3 separate regions of the Gasterosteus aculeatus genome follow, and regions 1 and 2 are each linked to region 3. A link is a contact called in public Hi-C data. All regions are on one chromosome and are shown on one strand. The core of a region is the stretch at or near the end of the contact, and the rest is flanking DNA. Distances in the headings are between cores, read along the strand shown. Region 1 overlaps tcf4 (transcription factor 4). Region 2 overlaps tcf4 (transcription factor 4). Region 3 overlaps atp8b1 (ATPase phospholipid transporting 8B1).

Evidence for each region. A called contact is a pair of places that touch in the nucleus more often than the background predicts.
Region 1: a contact with region 3 is called in a Hi-C map of skeletal muscle, with 4 times the contacts expected there. The contact joins two enhancer-like sites. A contact is called at or near these places in 2 of 6 Hi-C or Micro-C datasets (both in skeletal muscle).
Region 2: a contact with region 3 is called in a Hi-C map of skeletal muscle, with 6 times the contacts expected there. The contact joins two enhancer-like sites. A contact is called at or near these places in 2 of 6 Hi-C or Micro-C datasets (skeletal muscle and whole body).

The regions. Positions count from the first base shown.
Region 1 is chr14:17,581,257-17,583,987 of fGasAcu3.hap1.1, reverse strand. The region is part of intron 8 of tcf4 (transcription factor 4); the gene reads right to left. Among protein-coding and RNA genes, the nearest start is that of LOC120831919, 88 kb to the left of the region's middle. Within about 2 kb of position 1,292, at least 1 of the 9 cell types and tissues checked has open chromatin away from gene starts, as enhancers often do.
Region 2 is chr14:17,641,059-17,644,021 of fGasAcu3.hap1.1, reverse strand. tcf4 (transcription factor 4) reads right to left here. Exons shown (of 20, transcript XM_078088417.1): 18 at 1,798-2,027; 19 at 1,180-1,318. Among protein-coding and RNA genes, the nearest start is that of LOC120831919, 28 kb to the left of the region's middle. Within about 2 kb of position 1,266, at least 5 of the 9 cell types and tissues checked have open chromatin away from gene starts, as enhancers often do.
Region 3 is chr14:17,391,389-17,394,211 of fGasAcu3.hap1.1, reverse strand. atp8b1 (ATPase phospholipid transporting 8B1) reads right to left here. Exons shown (of 30, transcript XM_040198138.2): 26 at 2,735-2,818; 27 at 2,315-2,560; 28 at 2,021-2,159; 29 at 1,582-1,712; 30 at 21-1,497. The coding sequence ends at 1,264. Among protein-coding and RNA genes, the nearest start is that of atp8b1, 17 kb to the right of the region's middle. Within about 2 kb of position 1,346, at least 1 of the 9 cell types and tissues checked has open chromatin away from gene starts, as enhancers often do.

The DNA of each region.
Region 1 (2,731 bases), core at 43-2,542, 190 kb before region 3:
CCTCAGGGTTCCGTCCTGGATCCCCTCCTCTTCTCGCTCTACACCAACTCTCTCGGCGCTGTCATTCGCTCGCAAGGCTTCTCCTACCACAGCTATGCTGATGACACCCAACTAATTCTCTCCTTCCCTCACTCTGATCTCTGCCTGTCTGACTGACATCTCTCAGTGGATCCGCCCACCATCTGAAAATCAACCCCGACAAGACTGAACTACTTCTCTTTCCAGGAAAAGACTCTCCGACCCAGGACGTGACGGTCAACTTTGGCAACTCCGTGTTAACACCCACTTTAAATGCTAGGAACCTCGGCGTCACAATCGACAGCCAACTCTTCCTGACTCCCAACATCACTGACAACACGATCCTGTAGATACACGCTCTACAACATCAGGAGAATACGTCCTCTTCTCACTCAGAAGGCAGCGCAGGTACTGATTCAGGCTCTTGTCATCTCACGCCTGGACTACTGCAACTCTCTCCTGCAGGTCTCCTGCTACCACCATTCGACCTCTGCAGCTCATCCAGAATGCAGCAGCTCGACTGGTCTTTAATCTTGTGAAATTCTCCCACACTACTCCACTCCTCCGCTCTCTTCACCAGTGGCTGCCCACATCCAGTTCAAAACATTGGTGCTCACCTACCATGCTGTGAATGAATGGGGTCCAGCTTACATCCAGGACCTGGTCCAACCCGACATCCCGACCCGCACTCTCCGCTCTGCATGTGATAAACTGCTTGTTCCTCCTCACTGAGAGCAAAACACTCGACTAGGTCTCCACTCTTTGCTGTCCTGCTCCGAAATGGTGGAACGAGCTCTCTGAAGACATCAGGACCACAGAGAGCCTTCACATCTTCCGCCGCAAACTAAAGACACACCTCTTCAGACTCTACCTCGACTAAAAGACTAACAAATTTTAGCACTTAAATTGTACTTATAACGCCACTCATCTATGGCAAATTGTAAATTGGCTTATTTGATGAAATCTTGTTTCTTGTTCCTCTGAGCTTGTACCCTATGGTTGAATGCACTTATTGTAAGTCGCTTTGGACAAAAGCGTCAGCTAAATGACATGTAATGTAATGTAATGAGGGACCTCACATGTCTGCAGGTACAAATACACAGTACTTGTGCAGGCTGTTTAGCAATGGTTCATTTTGTCACAAAAAGAACTTTGTTTTTGGCCTCTTAGTGTTGTCATGGCACCCAACCACACACACATTGCAAGCATTCCCTGTCTAAAGCTGTGTTTGTACTCAGAGCAGGTGCAGCCTGGGCAGAGTGTGTGTGTGTGTGTGTTTTTCATGTCTTCAGTTACATCCAGTACAAAAACATCACAGTGTTAGATCATCTGTAAACCTGTGACGTCCGGCCCGCTCACCATCATCACGTTTTTTATATCCCATTTCTGTCACGAATCTATCAGACCTGTTGTGTTGTTGCAGATACTTTGTGTGTGTGTCTGTTTGTGTGTGTATCCATAGATTTCATAGCCCAAACCCAGTATTAAAATAGCCTTTTACCTGGGCTACTGTGGTGCTGGATTCCCCCCGGATTGGTCTGTATGACGCGCTGTTCTGCCTGCCGTAATCGCCTCTGCGTTCATCTTGGCTTGCAGACATAATCCATAGACACGTTCTGAGTGTTGTTAATCTTAGTTTATTTCTTACATATAATGTTTTGTTCCCAATGGAACCAACTCTCTCTTTCCGCGACAGCGGTCAAAACCCTTCCGCTCTCTGGGTCCAACACCTGATGTTAATTGTTACCCAATCAATTATATAGGTGCGCACAGGACCCAAGAACAGCGCCACCCAGTGTACAGAATAAAATAAAGACATTTGATGTGAACATTTGGCTCCTACAACCAGGGAAATTATTATGTGATGTCACAAAAACCCCTTGATGAAAGTACTTAAGAGAATTCAGATTCTATTGTTTCATTGATCGGAAATCTTATTTCATTGAAACACAATCAATTTAACAAATGGCTGATCAGTAAAATACATGCTGAAAGAGCTTCCAGAGGGCAATGAAATGATTGGTCTTTTGTATTGTATGATTGTATGTATTTATGTTGACCTGCAAATTGCAAAAGACAGGACAGTGATCAGCTTCAATCTGATCACTGTCCATCCATCTAATCTACAAACTACTTAACCTTCATACAGGGTCTCGGGGGGCTGGAGTCATCCCAGCTAACTCTGGCCGAAAGACGTGGTCCACCCTGGACTGGTCTCCAGTCTGATCCCCAGAGCATGTCTTTGGACTGTGGGAGGACGCCGGAGTCCCCGGAGAGAACATTCTACCATGCAGTAGAATTGGTTTGGATATCTAACCAAAGCTGCAGTTCAGGGTCAGAAAAGCACCTTGATGTTCAGGTCAATTTAAAACTGTAGTTAAACTAATTCTATCAAAAACGATTGAGCCTCGCTGATGTTGAAACACCAAACACAAGGTGGGGAAAAATATTATATAAACTTATAAAATTCGAAATCTAAAACTGAACAAATAATCAAAAAGAAATGCTTCTGGAAAATGATTAAGAAATTGAATTTTCTGCACAAAAGAGAGATGGCTTCTGAGAACATACACGAAGACTCATTTCACTCATTTCATTCTCGTCGCTATTGGCAGCGAGTATAAAAACAGGAATATCTGAGCGGTGGGATAATGGTTACATGTTGAATCTCTACAAGGAGTCTCGCTACAACGTTGTTTTATAGCGTTAGTCC
Region 2 (2,963 bases), core at 17-2,516, 250 kb before region 3:
ATGCAGTTCAGCGGGGTCATTTTTATAAAGGTACAATTATTAGTGTTGCAAATTGTTTGTGTGTGACAAGCTGTTGTGTTTTATCCTGTTAAAGAGTGTTTGTTGTTATAAAGTTATAAATAAAGTTAAATCTGATACCGGTACACCGTCTGAACCCGTACACCGTGCAGCCCTACACTAGTGTTCATGCTCTGGTGACCATGAATGTCATTACATTGTACATTCTTAGTTTCAGGGGGTTGTGCACTAATGAAAAACATAGTTATGAATATCATATCGGCGAAAAGATCACACAACACACACTTGAAAGAAGCCATGTAGTGTTGCACTATGGCACAGTGTTCCATCACTCTGTCTTGTTGTTAAACTCCTTTTAACAAGGTACATTCGTAGGAAACAATGTGGCGTTGTGCAATTGCAGAACAAAGTAGAGCAACAGATACACACAGTCACACATTAAAATCACACTTACTGCCAATCTGTTGTTGAAATGTACCAGACCCGACAGAAACTCAAGTTCTGACCTCTGATTTTGGACTAAATCGTCACAGATCATCAGCTCAGTCAGATATTAATAACAGGAGCTTCTCCAAATGAGTCATTTGACCTCATTGCCATGTGTCCATGATGTCCATGTCAATTTTAACCTTTTAACCTGCATAATAATGGTAAAAACAATATATCCCTTTTCATCTGTGAATGTGGGGTTTAGAATGATTTCCAATAGGTGTTGATTTATTAATTGATTTAAAATTCACTTACATTTAAACTACTTTTACTTCGACTACTACTACAACATCTATTTAAATAAAGGCATTTTTATTCCTTAACATATGCCAAATAGGGCGCTGTGTTTGCTTTACCAGAATCTTCCTGAACCAGAAGTTTTTGTTTCTATAATTCTGTTAAAAGGTACACAGACAATGAATTAATAGAAAGTTCCTTTTCCCTTTGAGGGAGCGCAAATGTGTTAATGAAGGATATATTCAGCTCAAATTGTTTTCATTGACGACATGTTTCTTTTGCCACAGTTCAGTCAAACTTTATGGTAAATGATTTACCAGTTAGCTGGTTTCTGAATTCTGATTCTTAGGTCTTTTGTTAAAGGTACAACAGCAGATTAGTTTCTAAGTGAAATCTTCTGACCATTCGGGGTGGAGGGGGGGCGCTGCGTTTTACATTTGTCCCAGCGGGTTTGACGCGTCGCTCATGGCATGGTGCGCTGCGGCCAATGAGAGGGGAGCCCCGTCCGCTGACACGGCGCCCTTCTCCTCCTCGCGGCGCTTCAGACAGGCCGCTTTGGGATTCAGGTTCCGCTCTGGGCGAGGGAGAGAGGGAGAGGGAGAGAGGGAGAAAGGGAGGGAGAGAGGGGGGGAGGGAGAGAGGGAGGGAGAGAGAGAGGGAGAGGGAGAGAGGGAGAGAGGGAGAGAGAGGGAGACAGGGAGAGAGGGGGGGAGGGGGGGTAGGAAAGCTAAGAACCTGAGCCAGGGTTGAACAGTCACCAGGTGCCACTGCTGCCCTCTCATGGAACTCTTTCAGCACCGCATATGTTGAACTACTTTTCACCTCATGAACCTCGATTTCCAAAATACAAAGTAACTTCAGATTCAAAGCAGAGGAAACTAAATATGGAATATTACCAGTCGTTAAGATCCACAAATTACTAAAATGGAATACTGCAGTCAAAGAAGGTTCAAGATGAATACTACTTCCTATTGTTGATATTGTTGTAATAAATAAATAGATAATCATAAAGCGTATTCGGGGCGGTGGGGAGCTTGTCTGCACTAAACCGACCTCGCACTTGCTGCTCCAGACTGAGGATGACGGCCACGGCCTGGTGGAGGATCAGTAACTTGGTCTGGGGTTTGTCGCTCTTCAGGTGCAGCTGCACCATCTTGCCCAGCTCCTTGAACGCCTCGTTGATGTCGCGGACACGCAGGCGCTCCCGTGCGTTGTTCGCCATCCTGCGCTCCCGCTCTCGCTCCATCTTCTGCTCCGGAGACAGGTCCTCGTCGTCGTTGTTGCTGCGGTAACCAGCGAGGGAGGAGGAAGCAAGGGAAGGAGGGCAAGGAGGAAGAGGAGGATATGTTGTTATTTTCTTGCTACACCGGATGATTCCTTTAGTGGGGGGTAGCAGGGAGCAGGGCATGGAAACAGACCTCTGATTGGTCACGTGGTGATAATGTTGAGTTCACAGACTTGTGAGTTTAAATAGGAAGTGAATATCCAGACGAGGATCCATTCCAGGGCAAACTGGCAGACATGACCCAAGGAAGCACTTTGGATGGATGTTTATTTGACTTCTTGATTATTCTTATAATACTTCTATTTGTGCCAAATTAAAACGAAGGGACTACATTATGAAGCTTTTAATCCCGTGATATTGATCCCGTCTGGAGTAACATCTTTGTTTGTTTAGTGTGAAAATGGAGGAAGGATTTTGTAGTGATCTGATACAGAGAAACAAAAGCTTTGCTGGATCACATGACCGTATGTTTCCAAACCCTGCAGCACAGCTTGGGCCACATTTGACTTGTCTGGTTCATCATCACATTTGCATCATCATCATTATGACCCCAACATAATGTACAATCTTGCGGCATCCATATGTTTCAAATGTTCCTCTGGATGAGAAATATCAATGCGGGTATGAAGGCTGCTCAGTTTCAACCAGAAAGGGAAATAATCACTGTGAGCAACATTTATCTTTCTATTACTGAGTCCATTTATTGACTGCTTTATACCTGCCGGTGCAATATGTTGAAACACACCTATTGTTTACCACCAAAATCAAGAATACTCATCCCATTCCCAAAGGAGGTTCTTCTTTTTGGCTTGTATTACTGAAGAAAACAGCTGCTCTGGTTTTCCTGAAATGTGGTGGTGGTGTCCAACAGACTCGGAGCTGTTCCAATGCCCCTCACATTACATTACCTTTGTCTGGATTACTGAACTACTAG
Region 3 (2,823 bases), core at 97-2,596:
GTCACAGTAACAAACGGAGGTTTCAGATTGCTCATCGAGCGCTTTGCTTTTATTAACAACCACATGATAAAATACCATCATATGACCAAACATTTCCCAGTACGATCAGCAGCAGCTCTAAACTGCCTCATTTTATTCAGTAAGAAAGTAAGAAAAGACATCAACACTAACAATACAGTGACCCTAGCATGGAGGACGGGGCGGTTCTGGCTCACTGCTGTTTGAAGAAGAAGCCGACTGATGTTCAGGAGAACATCCTCGTTGGCACAGAGATCCTCACTGTGGTTTCCCCCGTGATGCAACTTCCCTTCCCCATCAGAAGGAAGGAGCGCTCAAATTGACATTTTGCAAACACTGTTGATGATGAAGCCAAACTGGGGATCCCACACGCAGCGTGTTTATGCACATGGGGGAAAAGTAAAGGGACAAAAAGGAGACCTGTACCACAAAGAACCGCATCCCGGTTTGAAAAGAGGTATTTAAAAGCCTTCAAGTTGGAAACAGGTCCCGGTTCCTTAAAGTAGTGACGACATCAGTCACACGTGATGCTGCACAGGAACGAGGAACTACTTACATGTCGTTTTTAAATCTAGGGACACGTCCAACCAGCTTACATAGCCACATCCCACCATTAATTGGAGTAAAAAAATTAAAAGCGCTTATCTTGACTTGTTTAGCTTTTAGTTTATTTTGAAGGAAATTCTTGGCTTCGCATTTAGATGGACGGAAGTAAAAGTAAAAGATGTCTGATTTCATGCACGTAACGGACAATTGACCGGTATAAATATTTTATAATTAGAATAAAACAGCATAGTGCTCTGCGAACATCCGGCTAAAACAATGACTGCCAAAATAAACAAATTAAATAAGGTATTGGCTTCCCGTCCAGCCAGAGGAGTAAAAATAAGGCTTATATTCAAAAACAAACCCTGAGTTAAACATCATCAGTCACGCAGCCGCTGCATGACCTCGGCCCCGGTAACGGCGCCCATCACTTCCATCTGAACAGTCTGTGCAAAGAGGGGGAACTGGAGGCAGAGGAGCATCGGCACATTCAGCAGCGCTCAATTCATCTTTCCTTCCTAGAGGTACGAGACTCTTTGTCTCCTGTTTCAGATCAACCAAAGGGACGAGGTCGCTGTGAACTCAGACCCCACTGATTGACCACAGGAGAACAACGGCTCCACCGACCAAAAAATGAAGAGACAAACCGAGCGCTCCTCAACGTATTCACGACGCCCTCCTGGATGCAGCTCTGCTCCGTCAGATGTTCTCAGCCGCTCTCTGGGGAACCTCTCTGATGCTCTCCTGGGGCCCGCCGCGGCCCGCCGGGCGCCGCCGGATGCTGCGTCCGGACGAGATGAGGTCGGCGTAGCCGCGGGAGTGAGAGAAGGCGTAGGCGGAGCGGCGGGAACGCCCGCCGCGCTGGAATGTTGGCGGCTTTTTCCTCTCCTCCTCCTCCATCTCCATCTCGTACCTCTTCCTGTTCCTCTGGATCTGCGAGGGATGATGGGAAATGAGCCAGGGAGCGTTGGAGAAACACTGCTGCATCGGGACAGGGGACCGTTTAGAGACGTGTACCTTATCGCCCACTGAGGGCCAGATGCTCTTATGCAGGAACTGGATGCAGATGACGGGCAGCAGGCTGATGCCCACCGTCAGGATGATGGTTAACCACAGGTAGGGCTGGCGCAGGGCATTCGACGCTGCACCTGCAAATACACAGAATACATACGGGCCGTGAGAAGTGAGGACAGCAGGAGGGATGTGGCCCTTTAACGTCTGTTGGACGCTGCAGGTCAGAAACTCAACATCTGGCAGACAGTCAAGTCTAAATCGGTTCAAACAAGAGTGTCAGATTATCCATTTCATGGATATACTAATATATAATACATACTAATTCATACAAATCTTGGGGAAATGGGGAAAACTCTTCAAAATAAAAAAAGACATTTCAGAAGCAGCTTCTAAAGCAACTCCAGAGAGCCAGTGGAGGGAGGGAGGGAGGGAGGCTGCTGACCGGTGAAGGTGAACGCTGAGGGGAAGATGACGTGGATGCCGGCACTGTGGATGTCAAACATGATGCCGAAGTAGATGGCGATGCTGCCCAGGACCGCAAAGCAGTTGACGAAGGTCCAGTAAGAGGTGTCCAAAGACATCTGACGGAAAGCAGGAGGAGATAACGAAGGTCAGCGGGTCCACGTCACATCAATCCGTACACTCCTCCTTCAGGAGCTCACAGTTGGAGAACCTCGTTTCCCATTCAGCGCTTACTCTAATGAAGCGGTCACATGCCCTCACAAGCGGACCTCACCTGCAGGTTGACGATGAAAACCAGCGAGGAGGCGGTGACGACGGCCAGGGACTGGTAGTCGGTGGGGGCCTCTCCGTCCTGCCCCATGGTCTGCAGGAAGGCTCCGTAGGGGATGAAGAAGATGATGAGCGAGATGAAGATGCCGTGGAACAAGCTGATGAAGAAGTTCTTGTAGTTGAACAGCAGCCCCTGCTGGCCGGGTAGATAGAGTTTGGGGAATTTCAGGCTCAGTTTGTCGTTTACGTCCTGCAGAGGGAGGAGGAAGAAGAGGACGGTTAAAACGTCGTTTCCCTTAATAATCCTGAAACACAGTGGCTCATCTTTCACATCCCCCGGCGTCCTTTCAGAGCGGAATGATTACTTTGCTGTGAATCCACAGTGAACGTGACAGAAACTGCAATATTTTGCCCGGTTCATTACCTGGTCAAGAAGTCCAACCAGCAGAACTGGTAAGCTGCTGTAAGCCAGATTGTAGAGCGTGATGAACCAGTCTTCATAGGCGACCTGGA